Regions from separate parts of the Sus scrofa genome. Here all the other regions are linked to region 1. A link is a contact called in public HiChIP or PLAC-seq data. All regions are on one chromosome and are shown on one strand. The core of a region is the stretch at or near the end of the contact, and the rest is flanking DNA. Distances in the headings are between cores, read along the strand shown.

Evidence for each region. HiChIP or PLAC-seq counts read pairs in DNA pulled down with a chosen protein or histone mark.
Region 2: an H3K27ac HiChIP or PLAC-seq map of skeletal muscle shows a contact between it and region 1, with 5 times the contacts expected there. The contact joins two enhancer-like sites. A contact is called at or near these places in 1 of 47 Hi-C or Micro-C datasets (skeletal muscle) and 1 of 2 datasets of contacts at active chromatin or transcription factors (skeletal muscle).
Region 3: an H3K27ac HiChIP or PLAC-seq map of skeletal muscle shows a contact between it and region 1. The contact joins two enhancer-like sites. A contact is called at or near these places in 1 of 47 Hi-C or Micro-C datasets (psoas muscle) and 1 of 2 datasets of contacts at active chromatin or transcription factors (skeletal muscle).
Region 4: a contact with region 1 is called in an H3K27ac HiChIP or PLAC-seq map of skeletal muscle, with 5 times the contacts expected there. The contact joins two enhancer-like sites. A contact is called at or near these places in 1 of 47 Hi-C or Micro-C datasets (embryonic fibroblasts) and 1 of 2 datasets of contacts at active chromatin or transcription factors (skeletal muscle).
Region 5: an H3K27ac HiChIP or PLAC-seq map of skeletal muscle shows a contact between it and region 1, with 2.8 times the contacts expected there. The contact joins two enhancer-like sites. A contact is called at or near these places in 1 of 47 Hi-C or Micro-C datasets (embryonic fibroblasts) and 1 of 2 datasets of contacts at active chromatin or transcription factors (skeletal muscle).

The regions. Positions count from the first base shown.
Region 1 is chr2:128,307,696-128,310,555 of Sscrofa11.1, reverse strand. It overlaps LOC106509541 (a long non-coding RNA gene), which reads right to left. Exons shown (of 3, transcript XR_001307170.2): 1 at 1,645-2,860. Among named protein-coding and RNA genes, the nearest start is that of ZNF608, 150 kb to the right of the region's middle. Within about 2 kb of position 1,440, at least 11 of the 83 cell types and tissues checked have an H3K27ac peak or open chromatin away from gene starts, as enhancers often do. A contact at or near this core is called in skeletal muscle, where this site is marked.
Region 2 is chr2:127,413,960-127,416,819 of Sscrofa11.1, reverse strand. No RefSeq gene overlaps it. Among named protein-coding and RNA genes, the nearest start is that of CSNK1G3, 400 kb to the right of the region's middle. Within about 2 kb of position 1,514, at least 10 of the 83 cell types and tissues checked have an H3K27ac peak or open chromatin away from gene starts, as enhancers often do. A contact at or near this core is called in skeletal muscle, where this site is marked.
Region 3 is chr2:127,587,595-127,590,454 of Sscrofa11.1, reverse strand. No RefSeq gene overlaps it. Among named protein-coding and RNA genes, the nearest start is that of ZNF608, 570 kb to the left of the region's middle. Within about 2 kb of position 1,469, at least 15 of the 83 cell types and tissues checked have an H3K27ac peak or open chromatin away from gene starts, as enhancers often do. A contact at or near this core is called in skeletal muscle, where this site is marked.
Region 4 is chr2:128,909,169-128,912,028 of Sscrofa11.1, reverse strand. The region is part of intron 5 of LOC102158243 (a long non-coding RNA gene); the gene reads left to right. Among named protein-coding and RNA genes, the nearest start is that of GRAMD2B, 640 kb to the left of the region's middle. Within about 2 kb of position 1,413, at least 7 of the 83 cell types and tissues checked have an H3K27ac peak or open chromatin away from gene starts, as enhancers often do. A contact at or near this core is called in skeletal muscle, where this site is marked.
Region 5 is chr2:127,785,870-127,788,729 of Sscrofa11.1, reverse strand. The region is part of intron 2 of LOC110259460 (a long non-coding RNA gene); the gene reads left to right. Among named protein-coding and RNA genes, the nearest start is that of ZNF608, 370 kb to the left of the region's middle. Within about 2 kb of position 1,414, at least 33 of the 83 cell types and tissues checked have an H3K27ac peak or open chromatin away from gene starts, as enhancers often do. A contact at or near this core is called in skeletal muscle, where this site is marked.

The DNA of each region.
Region 1 (2,860 bases), core at 191-2,690:
AATGGATAAAGGACATTTTCTTCAATACATTGTGTTGGGAAAACTGGGCAGCCACATGCAAAAGAATGAAACTGTACCACTCTCTTAGACCATACACAAGAACTAACTCAAAATGGATTAAAGACTTGAACAAAAGACCTAAAACCATAAACTTCTAGAAGAAAACATGGGCGGTCAGCTCCTCGATATCAGTCTTGGGGATGATTTTTTGGCTCTGACTCCAAAATCAGAAATAAACAACCCGGCAGATACCAAAACCAAAAAACATCTGCACAGCAAAGAAAACCATCAATGAAATGAGAAGACAACCTATGGACTAGAAGAAAGTACTTGCAAATTGTATATTGGATAAGGGGCTAATAGCTAAAATATGTAAAGAGCTGATACAGTTCAACAGCAGCAAGAACAAAACCAACCAATTAAAATAGGGGCCAGGAAACTGAAGAGATATTTTTCCAAAGAAGACATAGTATATGAAAAGATGCTCAGCATCACTAATCATCAGGGAAGTACAAATCAAAACCACAATGAGATATCACCTCACGCTGTTAGAATGGCTGTGAAATAACAAGTGTTGGCAAGGATGTAGAGAAAAGGGAATCCTTGTGTACTGTGGGTGGGAATGAAAATTGGTGCAGCCACTGTGGAAAACAGTATGGAGGTGCCTCAAAAAACTAAAAATGGAATTACCATATAACCCAGCAATTCTGCTTCTGGGTATTTATCCAAAGATAAATGAAAACATTAACTGGAAAAGATAAATGCACACCCATGTTAACTGCAGCATTATTTCCAATATGTGTGACATGGAAACAGCCTAAGTATCCATTGATGGATGAATGGATAAAAAAATATGAGATACATAGATACAAACATACACATACATACATATATCATATATATGTGTATACATATACACACATATGTATGTAATTCAGCCATAAAAAAGAATAAAATAATATCATTTGTGAAGCTATGGAATGACCTTGAGAGCATTACACTAGGTGAAATAAGTCAGACAAATACTGTATAATCACACTTATATGTGGCATCTTTAAAAAAAAAAAAAAAAGCTCATTGGTACAAAGAACAGATTAGTGGTTGCCAGGGGCAGGGGTGGAGGTTAAGCAAACGAGTAAAAGGAGTTGCTAAAAGAATCAATCGTAAAAGTTTTCATCATACACAAAAAAATGGTAACCCTGTACAAGGATGGATATTAACTAGACTTACTGTGATCATTTCATAATATATATCGAATCATGATGTTGTACACCTGACACTAATATAATGTTCTGTCCATTATAGCTCATTAAAAAAAAAAAAAATCAAATGCCCCACATTGCCTGGCTCCTCTGGAACACTGCTGCTGGGCTGTAACTGACCATGCCGAGAGGCAACTGCCCAAGCCTTTGACATCGTCACTTGAACCATTCACGTCAGCTCTGTGTGTTACTGATTTAGCGTTTTGCGCCTGCACTGGGCTGATCTAAACGACTGAGTCAGTGACTGCATCCAGGCAATTTGAGAAAAGTAGTAAACACAGCAGCTTCATTGCTGAGATCCCAGGGGTGCCCTCCCAGACCCAGTAGGAAAACCTCTGCTGAGACTCGCAGGCGGCGATTTGGCTCCCCATCTGGATTTTACCTCTGCCGAAAAATGCCACCAGGAAAACCTTTCCCCTTCCCACTGCTCTGCAGGTTTTGGCAATGGATGGCTCCTTTGCCCTACGGGTGCAGTGTTGGCCTTCTTGAGCCAGAAGAGCACAGTCTGAAAATAGAAACAGGGGCTGTTTTGTGGCCATTGAATAGGAAGGCTAATAATAGCATTGCTTCATTGTTTGGCAAGGACTTCAGGCTACCCCAGCCAAGGAGCAGCACACTCTGCAGTAACCAAATCATAAAATTTCTCCAGGGAATGGTGCAGCTTTTCAGAACATGTTTTATATTCTGGGATTGCTCGGGAAGGAAATAGTTGAGAAGTTGTTTTGACATAAGTGTGGTTTGTTTCCAATTTGAAGGCAGAGGGAGGGGCTGGAGAGATGAGCCAGGAGGTCAGTCGCAGAAGGGATGCAAAAAAAAAAAAAAAAACGTGTCGTTAAGGAGTTCCTGACAGGTGGTGAGAGGGCTGTAGCTCTGGAGCCCAGGCCTGGCGGGGTGTCTGTCCCCGTTGGGTTCCCAGTGTGCTCTCAGCATCGCCTTTCACACTCCTGTAATGTTTATTTCTGTTGAACTTAAAGGATGACCTTTTCCAAACTGCAGTACATTGTTGACCCACATGCATTTCTGAGACCTAATTTCCCTGAATGCCTTCCTTGTTCCTGCCGAAGAGAACTCTGTTCGAGAAAATAGGAAGAGGCTGAGGATAAAGAGCGTTGGCATGGAAATCTTTGAGGCATTGAATCCTGCCTGCTATTAATAATTTAGAAGTGTTTTTAATGCCCTGATAGGGAAGGAAGGTTTTTTTTTGACACCAAAGGCATCTAAATATTAATTTCAGAGGAATTGGTTGTTACAAGCAGTTAACATCCATTTTGTTAGTTGACCTCCTGAGGAAGGTTAATGCACTAAAATCTGGTCATTAAGTATAGTAACAAATGTTTTTTCAGGGAGGTTATTACTATCATAAACTCTAATCCATGGTTCACAGGCAGCAGCCTCTAGTGCAGTGCTCTGACTAATGAAGAATTAACTATTTCTGAGCAGTTAATAAAGATTTTTTCCCCCCACCAATCAACATACTCTACATGATCCTTATAATTACTAAAAGCATTAAGCTCTGGGTATGAGTTGCCTGCATGTCAGACCGGAATTCTGTTCTGAGTAAATGACAAATGGCAAACCTAATCCCATTCCACTTAATT
Region 2 (2,860 bases), core at 265-2,764, 890 kb after region 1:
CCATGTGCACTTTTAAAGTTATGTTTTATGGACTGAATTATGTCACTCACAAAATGTAATATGTTGAAGCCCTAACCTCCAAGGTGACTGTATTTAGAGATAGTGCCTTTACAGAGATAATTTAAGGTTAAATGAAATTGCAAAGGTGGGGTCCTAGTCAAAATAAAACTGGTGTCCTTATCAGAAAAGAAAGATAATATGCACTTAAAGAGAATAATATTCACTTAAAGAGAAAAGGACATGTTCGGATACAGACTGAAAGCTGCCATGTGCCAATCAAGAGAGAGGCCTCAGGAGAAACCAAACCTGATCTTGGACTTTCAGCTTCCAGAAAATAAATTGCCGTTTTATAAACAATTCAGTCTGGGATTTTTGGTTATGGCAGCCTTGGCAAACTAGCATATCATGTGTTCAAAAAATATCTAATGACATAAGAAAATCTTTATTTTTATGACATAGACAATACAGAAACCAAAACTCTCTCTCACACACACATTTACACATATAAATTCACATAAAAAGTTGAGCCTTGAACAACACAGCTTTGAACCATGAACGTCCATTATATGTGGATTTTTTTTTTTCAAGAGTACCGCAGTATTACATGATCTGAGGTGGGCTGAATCCACTGCAGATGTGGAACCACGCATAGGGAGGGCTCAGTGTGGGTTTAGACTTATATTTTTGAATGTGCAGAGGGTTATAAAACCTAACCACTTCATATTTCAAAAGTCAGCTGTGTACACAAACACACGCGCATGTAAGAGCTTTACATCAAAATTTTTCTTTGGTAAGGGTGGTTTTTATTGTCTTCCTCATAGTTATGTTTCAAGTTTTCTACAAATAATATATTTTTAAATAATTCTAAAGAAACCTTTAAAAAGTTGAACTGAAATTGTCATTTCTCAGCAATGTTAGAATACTCATAGAAAATGAAACATTATCCTGTTGACATAATAAATGTACAGAACTTTCTATTACACTACTCCATTGCCATTGTTTGTTTTTTCCTGAAAGAGTTATTTTCATAAAACAAGTTTCCTATCTCCACAAAAAAAGTTTAATATAATAAAAGGTGAAAGAATTATTGGAAAGAATTATTAAAGATGGAAAAAAAATGTGAAAAGTAATGCTGTGATGCCAAAATAGCTATTCTAAACATTTGGCTTGCTATGGCTTGCAGTTAAAATTTAAAAATAGCACTTAAATATGCGTGTTAATAACATCCAGAAGGCATTTCTTTCAAGCCTGTTTGGGCTGTTGAAGGGTTTAATTTAACCACAGCATTCATTTATGTCTAGCAGTTAAATTTTTTCTTTTAAGCTCAAAGGAACTGTGAGTTGTAACTATGATCTAATTGGTAAGGAATGAAGAATGTTTTTCATGTTTTATAGACAACATGAATCCAGATCATTTTACAGCAGTAAATTATGAAGCACTCCACTTGCTGTGTCTCCCTGTGGAAGCCAGGGCCTAGCTCATTAAACTATAAAAATAACTTGCTGGGTTCGGCAGCTCCTAGAAAGGCCCTCTGACAAGGTGGGTTATTTTTATTTCGCTAATGCACCTTCACCAGGCAGTCCAGAGCAAGTGAGATTCTTTATGGTCCCCAACTAAATCAATTTATAACTACATCTACATGTCAGAGGGGACGTGCAAAGAACCTAAACTGCTGTATAGGAAGATAATTTATTATTGATTTTTTTCAACTCTTTTTTTTAAAAGCAGCTACAATTCACCGGTTCCTTGGATCTTTTTGCAGTGCAAATGAGCTATATAACACTTCTGATGTGGCAAACCAAGTTTCTGTGGTGAAGGAAAAAGACCAGGGGTCAGAAGTGCCTGGATTCCAGATGACTTCAAGAGAAATAAAGAATGACCATAAAGTCATTTAAAAACAAGGAGCAAAAAAATCATCTGTCAGCCCTGCCCTGTTGTGAAAGATCTTAAAAAATGAAGTGCTAATGATCCGTTGTTTAAATATGCATATTAAATTACCTCTTACTTAATAAATCAGGTACTTAATTTTACTGGAAGAAAAATTACCATAAATTTCATCTTTTTCTGCTGGCCTTAAAGAGTCAAATAACCACTTGTAAGTAATCCAACGATCTTTCCCAAAGCTCAGGAATGAAGGGAGTTAGAAAAAGACTGTGACACAAAATCTGTAGCCTGCAGAGCTTCCCACTGAGCCCTGAAATGATGGATTCTGATCCCTTTACTCTGGTTCTGCAGTGAACACTCTTGTGAGGAATTCACAGTTTCAGCAGCAGTTTCAACTGAACATGCTTCCTTTTCCATGACTGGAATCAGGGCAACGTACTAAGACGGCAGTTTCTAAATTCCACCTACCAGAGAGTTACTGTACATCTATACTTTGTTTTTATTTGACTTTGTAAATGTAATCTCTGTCATCAGAATATTGGCAGGATTCACTGGTAAAATATTCCTGAAGACTACTGAAGAATAATTATCCTGTGGTATAGATTGCGACAAAGTGAAAATGCAAAAAGCCTCATAAACACATTGCAGAGCATTTGAGCAGAAAATCTACCAAAATTCTCCATGGTTCCCACTGCCATTCTTAATATCCCATGTAACCCCAACTGTCAGTGTTATTTTTATATTTCACAAAATTGTGTAAACTTGTTAAAGGCTAAATCTTACTCATAAGTAAGTTGTGCTTTTCCTCCCTTAAGATAGAAAAGTAACTTTTAAAATATAATGCTTTTGTAAGTAAATGAGAATCATGGAATTTTGGCCCCTTGTATGGTCTTATACTCTTGGAATCAGAATATCTGAATTGAATCATGGATTCACCACTTACTAATTTCTTTTTGTTTAGGATTTTTTGTTTTAT
Region 3 (2,860 bases), core at 220-2,719, 720 kb after region 1:
GAGATAATGACCATCACTCTTGTCTTTTCATCCAGAAAGTGTACCCTAGGGGAGGCGTGGGGTCCATTCTTGGCATTTCTAGCTATGTGACGTGGGCTAGGTCACTACATCTCATTTTTCATGAAACGGATATAGCAAGATGCACATCACTGTGTTGTGAAGAGAGTAAATGAGCAAGTGTGAAAGCACTGAGTGTGCATTGCTGCCATAACATACCCCTTTTCATCATTCCTGCCCCACCTGATCCACTAAAGATCTTGTGAAGTAGTAAATTGTTATTGTGATGACATCAGCAGCTGTTTTACGGGCTAGGAAATAGTGGCTAAAAGGAATGAAGTGATTTTCCCAGCTTTGGTTCCATGGTGAGTTAACACGGGGATGGTTCACCTGCAGCCCGTTTCCTGCTCCTGGAGGCTATCTGTGCTCTCGCCAGAGCAAGGAGGTCCTCTTGAAGCTACCCTGTGCATTCAGTCATCTGGCACGCTCCACATGCATCTTCCGAGAATGCTGGGTTGCTTTGTGCTGCCCAGGGGGAAGCAGTTCCCTTGCACAGATAGCTGAAAACTCCTGCCATAGATCTCACTTTGGAGCCCTGCACAGTAACCCTTCCCCTGATCACTCGCATAAAAAGTGAGTAACCTGGGAATAATCCCTAGACCTTCTCTTAACTGCTCCATCTCTCTGGCTTACGCTCACTTCCCCATCGTGCACACATGATGCACAATTTCAGTTCACTCACGTTTTGGACTCTGGGTCACTCCAGTGCCTTGGGCACTTAGCTCTCTTTGTTCCCCACCATGCCCACCGTACCTACACCTTCTTTGTGTGCGTGTTCATTTAATTAGTAAATGTTATTTTTTTAGAGTGGTTTTAAGTTCACAGCAAAATGGAGCCGAAAGTACAGAGAGTCCCCATGGACCCTTTTGCCCCCCTGCCACACACCACCTTCTTTTTTTTGAAGCTAAGATGACAATGCGACTTTCCCATTGGGTTCTTTGTACATGAAATGCTACTTCTCAGTTGAACTGCCTGAGCACAATGCAATAAAGAATCCATAACAATAGCTGCAATACTGTGCATTACTATTCTAATCATATATTTTATTGGAAGCCGTATACCTCTTAAAACCAGCATTTCATTTGCCTCCTTTGCCTTATAGAAACCCCACCGCTGTGACAACGGTAGGAGCAAAGCTAATGTTCTTTTCCAAATTCTTGCTTAGATTCAGAGCAAGAAAGAAAATGTGAAAGAAAGAGAAAAATCACACAGTCATTTCCAGCCATTTGTGTTAAAATACAAAGAAAACAAGGCACATTCAAAAATGATGTGCCGGGCAGCCTCCATTAATATTTATTTTGGCATTAATATTGATAAGAAAGTACTTTGTAGCTGGGCTTTGTTGCCTCCCCCAGTGTCCTCCAGCTCTCTGTTCTTCGGGCTGGTGGCCATTAGCTCACATCTCCCTCTGTACCCAGAGCCTCTGAGAGGCTTGGCGGGCCTCCAGCTCACTTACGCTTAAATGGACACTCAAGATCCGACAGACACACAGCTAAATAGAGGCCAATAATTCAATACAGTATGACTGTACTGGGGCTGCTAGTAAATCCATCAAGCAGTAAATATCATCTGAAGCCAATGCAAGCTTTTATCTTTCCAATTTTTTTGTATGTCTGAGCGAAGCCCAGGCATTCAGCGAATCATGTAATTTATTCTGCGGTGCCAAGCCTGGGCTGTCTCAGGCATCATATTGACTTTTTTTTTCCCCATCTGTCAGGGGCAGTCAGCAGCGCTGCTATTGTGGGAGCGCATCACGTTACATCTATTTATTTATTTATTTCTGCTGCTGCTTTGTAGAATGATTGGGCAAGAACGCATTATCTCAGATCAACGAATACTAAGAAAAGCATCTGAACATCATTACGACAGCATGTTAAACATTTGTCCTACCCAGTTTGTTAAATCAGCAAATGTATTTCCGGCAAATGCTTGTAATTGTTCATAAAGGGCTCCCTACTGCAGGGTTTTATTAAGCTGAAAATATGGCCTGTTTTTTTCTTCAGCTCTTTAGGTCATCACTGATGCCTGTATATTGTAAATAATGCTGAACAGCTGTTGTCTTGACCTGCTCTGTGCGTGTGTGTGTGTGTGTGTCTGTGTCTTTCTCCATACAGACACACAACTTGCTGTATCTCTGAATGTTGCACACATATTTTGTGCACATGAGTAGGTCAGTATGGCATAAAGCAATGTATATTGGCAAAGTTAATAGGATGATTAAGTTAATGATTAGGTTGTGGATTCCAATGGTTAGAAAATATCTTTGCATGAACCAATTAAAATTAAGACTGGGAACAAAGCTCTTTTGTTTACTCTTGTTATCTTACTAAAAACTTAAAAAAGTATAAGCCCTAAATTTGAATGTTAGTTCATACTCTCTTGGTCTTGCTTCTATGTAACCTACAAATGGAGAAGAGAGGCAAGAGGGAGAAGGATGTTCCCAAAGTCCTTCCTTCACAATGGGATCTGAGACCACTAAGGACAGACACAGCCAGTGGCACATAGAATGACTGGTACTCACATTCCAAGTACAGCCTGCTTCCCTGAGGACCTTTTCCTAAGCCCTCCAGCCCTTTCTCTAAAGCCAGTTATTCTGCTTCTGAGATTCAGTTTGACTCTCAGTTGATTCTACTTAGGTTTGATTAATGTCCAACTCTGGGAGCACATATCACAGAAACGTATTTTAAAAGTAAGTGTCTTGATCTTCTTAAAGTAAATACACATTATAAATACACTTTCTAGAAGCATCAGTGCAGAGTATGCGAATGGAGCCGTGCCTTAGAACTAGTTTTGTTTGCCCAAC
Region 4 (2,860 bases), core at 164-2,663, 600 kb before region 1:
TTTTTATAATAAAATAGTACAAATTCTGAAGAAGTCCAGAAAGTTTCAGAAGTGGTCTTTGGGTAGCTTTAAGCTGAGTTTTTTGATACAGTTACCACCTTTTGGTGTATTAATTTTGGTTTATATAAATGTACACATTTATGGCAGGTTTTATGATTAACATTTAAGTGATATTTTATAGTTTATGTACAGTTATATGTATTTTGATAAAAAAGGGAAACTACTATTAATTATTAATTATTTAATGATATACAATTAATTATTACATGGTTTATTAGTTCTGAATTTCCTGAATCTTGGAAGACTTTTCTATATGTTATAGATTAGTATCCAAGTTGTTATTTCTATTGATAAGATGTAAATATTAGTTTATCTTCCTCTGTGACACACCAGAAGGAAGCTATTAAGCAAACTGTAATGCCAACGAAACATTTGCACTTTTTCTAAATTCAGATTAAATAAGCTAAGAGCAATATCAATATTCGAGACACAGTTTTAAATAAATTTGTTAATCTTGCTTTTTTACTAGAGGAGGGAAAGTTGTTGGTGTTGTCCTATGGCTTCATTATAGGTAAACCAGTGAGATTTATTTATTTATGAATCATTCAGGTAAGATATTTTCCATTCATAGTTGTCACTCTTACAGAAATTGTATTTGAAAGTTGATATCAAAAACTATCTAGAGATATGTGGTTTTTTTTTTTTTTTGTCTTTTTGCTATTTCTTGGGCCGCTCCCACAGCATATGGAGGTTCCCAGGCTAGGGGTCGAATCAGAGCTGTAGCTGCCGGCCTACGCCAGAGCCACAGCAACACAGGATCCGAGCCATGTCTGCAACCTACACCACAGCTCACGGCAACGCCGGATGGTTAACCCACTGAGCAAGGGCAGGGACCGAACCCGCAACCTCATGGTTCCTAGTCGGATTCGTTAACCACTGTGCCACGACAGAAACTCCTAGAGATGTGTTTTTAAGTGAGATTAAAATGAACCATATATATATATACACACACACGCATATATATATAATAGCAACAACAAGTTATTTAATACTGAGCACATTTAACTTAGATATTTTATTCATTTTTTTTTAAAGACACCGTCACCGTTTGACACAACATAGAATTGAAATATCTGACCTTTAAGAGATACACTCAGGACTGGGGGCCCTGTGGATGGAGCAGGTACCGCTCCTCCACATCGTTCTGTCCGTGTGCACACTCTCTTTCAGAATTACAAATCACTAAAGACAGATAGAGTCATCTGTACACTGTTTGAGGAAGACATTTCCTCTCTTCTGTTTCCTATTTACAATTCCACTGGGTTCATAAAATGGTCAGATGCTACAGAGCCATGAACAAACTACAGTGCTTTTAATAGAGCCATTCATCTGCTCCTTTTGAAGGTTAGTGCTCTCTCTCGAGGGAAGGTTCTCAGATAATAAGAGGAAAATGAATGCCAGTTGAGCACCTGTAATCAAATTACTCTTAATTCCCTCAACTCTTGTCAGATATTGAGCTCCTCATATCGTTTCATAGGTGGGCATTTTACAGACCCCCACGGTATAATACAGTTAGTTTCCTCTCTAGCTTCCCTTTCTCTTTCCTGTGCTCGAGCTACCATCCATCATGACTGGGTAAATCCTGTCAGATGGAAAGCCCCAGCCGTTCAGACAGTCAGACACTGCGCCAGCCTGGTCCACCCGTGCACCTGTCACTTCCCAGCATTCAGCTTGTGAGAAACAGGGCCAAGAGAACATTTATGGAACAGATGCAGGCAGTGTGCCCAGTGTGTCAGCAGGCATGGTGTGGCCTCAGCTTTGGTCCTGGTAAGATGATACCGCTCCTGAAAATATTCACAGTCTGCCCACCCCCACTCCCCAAGGAAGAACTGATCTATGTAAATGCTTGCTGCTCCAAACCTAGAACAACCGTAATGTAGTCCAGATTCTCACAGACCCGACATGTCACATGTAACAAAACAAGCATGGTACAAAGCACTGAGCTTCTGACTCTTTCAGCCGGTCCATAACTCATTCTGTTGTAAAAGCTGCAGAGGGAATTTGTAGAATGGGGTGAAGTGTTCCATTTCATTTGTATTGTACCACTTGGGATCTGAGATGAATTCAGGATGCAGCCACAGACATGCTTGGAATTTCATTGATTTTATTATGTTGGTGGTAACTTACATATGTTTTATGGTTTTTTTAAACCTCAACTTTTATTGAATGTAATCCAGGCATAATGCATGGAAAAAGGTGGTATACAGTGACTGAGGAAAGTAGAACACTGAAGGTATTGTTTATTTTTTTAAATTCTATGTCACTATTAAAAAACCTTAAGTTAGGGATATATGCAAACATATAAATCTAAGAATTGTGCCATTTTAGTGAAAATAGTGCTCAAACACTTCTAAAACTGTCTGCAATCACATCACTCATTTATCAGTTATGGTAAAATAAATGTTAGACTTGAAAATAAAATGTCTACCTCATGTATGTGTAACTGGGTCACCATACTGAACAGTAGGGGAAAAAAAACTATTGGGGAAATAACAATCAAAAAAATTAAAAAAAAAGAAATGTCTACCTCATCAGTTTGTTGTAAGGATGAGTTAAAACATTCCCTGTTACAAATATGCTTAATTAAGTCGGCTGTAAATTAGTGTGTTTCCTGGTTTCTGTCCACTCTAAGTGGCAGAATATCTATCTATCTATGCACTGTATTAAGCTCTGGATTAAAATAGTGAATGGAATAGATAACATCTCTGTGCTTCTTGAGTTTATGCTCTCATATTTTCTAAATATTTAATAGTAATGAAAGTGGTTATATGTATAAAAATCATTACTTAGAGGGATTCTT
Region 5 (2,860 bases), core at 165-2,664, 520 kb after region 1:
TGCTCCAAACTCGGGCTTGGGCTCTGACTGTTCTGAAGCTTTTACTTCTCAAGCCATTTTCGTTCTTTACTTGATCCTCAAGCCTGGAATTACTGTTAGAAATCTACCTGCAGAATCCAGACACTCTGCAGACAAAGAATTGGAAATAAGTGTATGCAAAATACACCTTTTAAAAAAAGTGCACTAAACCACATTAAGCCACCCGGTATTTTTCTCTCTCTTGGCATACACCCAACGGTTCCAAATTGGTTTGCCTGAGCCAAGAATTTCTTTAAATGAAATGCTCTGTGCTAGCAAGGCTTTGAAGACCTGTTCACCTTAGAGTGCAAACCTAGAAAGCAAAGTCCAGATTTGGCATGCCACTTAAACCATGGTTAGTAGAGCGTATCAGCCTGCTAGAAATAGCTGCATTTGCGAACCTCATGTTCTCCAGCTCTTGACTGCTAGCCAAGCCCCAAATCAATCCCAAAGAATGAAAAATAAGATAATAATGAGAAAATGGACTTTTCAAGCCAAAACCAAGGAAAGCATCTTATTCCCCAAATGCTGTCTCTGGGCCACATAAAACAAGGAGCTGTGACCCTGTCCTCTCCTCTGGACATTTTGCTGTGTCACTGTTTGGTGATATACCTTCCTTTCCCTTTAGGTCTAAGTTTCCTTACTGGTACACTGGGCACCAATTTTGCCAGCTTTCTCCTTTGAAATATACTACGTTCCTTATGTCTAACTACCTGGTGCTTCCCATCCACCGGGATCTTTTGAGGGGGCAGTTTTTCTAGAAGGGCCAGACATGAAGCTTAATTCCTCTTCTGAGTTAGCATTAGGCAGACTCATTCTCTCTTCCTGCTGAAATATGTACCATGCCTTCCTTGACCAGCTTTTGGAACATGTTTATAGAGATCTCTTGTTTTGGGTCTGAATCTGAGCTGGGTGGCAATGGGGCCCACTTTTAACTTCCCCTCCCTACATAGCTTGGTGGGTGGTCACTGCCACTATTTGTTAGGGAGAATCAGCCATAAATCAGTGCTCTTTTTCCATTTTCTTCTTATTGATGGAATGGCTGTAGGAAAACAACTTGTCTCTCAAGCTCACAGAGCCCTGCAGGATGAAAGCTGCATACAATAAAAGTTGTTTTGACAGAAAACTGACCAAACATGACAATGGGCAGAGGGGGGTGTGATGAAAGGGAGGGGGAGAGAGGGTACATGCTTGTCTGTTTCGAACCGAGGTGTGCTCTCTCTTTTTTTCTTTGTTAAATTACTTTTTCATATGAAGGACACAAAGGGAACGGCCCCTACTGACAGCCAGAAGGCAGAAAACAAACCCTTTGAAATTTCTAATTTGTTTATAGATGGTCCTCCAGGAGCCGGCTGGAAAATAATTTTGTCTGCCAGAGACAGTGAACAGCTACCCGAGGGTGTTGTGGTGAAAAAAAAAAATGACTCTCTGGTTTTGGTCCTTGAATGTCTCATTGTTCAGCACTCAGTGGTTGTTCTGAAATGACTCATCTGGCTGGGAAAGAAAATGAAAGAAAAATCCTTCCTCTGCTCTCCGGCCTGAGTTTCTAGGAAAGTGACTTTCTCAAAAAGATTTCTTTTTTTTTTTCCCCCCTGATTTGGCTTTAAACTGTGTGTCAGTTAATTTTAGGGTTACACAAAGGTTTGTTAAATCCTGTCGGCTCATATGTCTTCTCTCTGAGGGGGATGATTTTTTTTGTGGCTGCTTCCCAGTCACTTCACTTAGTTCCGGTGACACGGTTTTCTCTCTGGGACGTTCTAACAGTTGAACTGCTTTTCTAGATAATATCACAGATTCTATAGACCTCTCCTGGGCAAGACTAATCTGGGGGTGTTTCTGAATGTGGGTTAGAACATTCTTTAGGGAGTCTGAGGGAGACCTTCGTTGACAGCTTCTGTTTTCTCTGTGAAATAGAGTAGGGTCAATTAGAGGTTGGTGGTAAGGGATCTCTGTTCTTAAGTCTAAGAGAGTTTCTAGAAATTTCCCCCTCGGTTTTGTTTATGAAATGAGCAATAGGGTCACTTTTCCCGCATTTATGGTGAGGTTGTGGAGATCCCCTCGTACTTGGTATGGGTGAGCAGTAATGTTTTCCCAGAAACTTAGGTCACTGACTTGGAAGAGAATGCCTCCAGCCATTCTTTTATTGTAGAGATGAGAAGATGGAGACCCACTGACTTGATGAAGGAGGTGTAGCTGTTTAGGGCGGAGTTAGAACTCAGGTCTCAACTATTAGCTTCCGCTACGTCTCCCCTTCTCCTGGCTTTGGTGGTGGAAATAATTTTAGGTAATTTGTTGATTGCACATGACTCTCTCTAAATCCTCAGATGTGACCCCTCCCTGTTATCCCAGGAGAGGGCCAGCTCTTTGGCTTCCGATGCTGGAAGAGTGACCCAAGTGGGTGCATCCCGTTGCCTGTCTCTTCATCCCTGAGTCTGGGATTGTGAAAACTGCTAAAAGAATGTGACTGGGAGGACTGGTCCAGCCCCAGCTTCGAGAGCCCCAGCTTCTCCCAGGCACTCGGTGTTTCCAGGTGGTCCTTCTCTGCTTGCCTAACGTGCTCCTTGCTCTCAGGCCTCCGACCTCCCTCACGTTGTGACCGCCCCACCCTTCATCCCAGCTCCTGCTAATTCCCATTCCACGACCCTACTCTACCTCACAGAGACAATGGAAGCTGTCAACGAAGGTCTCCCTCAGACTCCCTCAACCTCCACTTTCAAAAGAACGCGTGTAATGTCACCTACACGCTTACACCTCTCCTCATCTTGCTCTCCTTCATATTTCTGTGAAATATATGTCCCTTCTCCCAAGTAAGTGTCCCCTCTCTACTGCGTTCTTGGTTCCT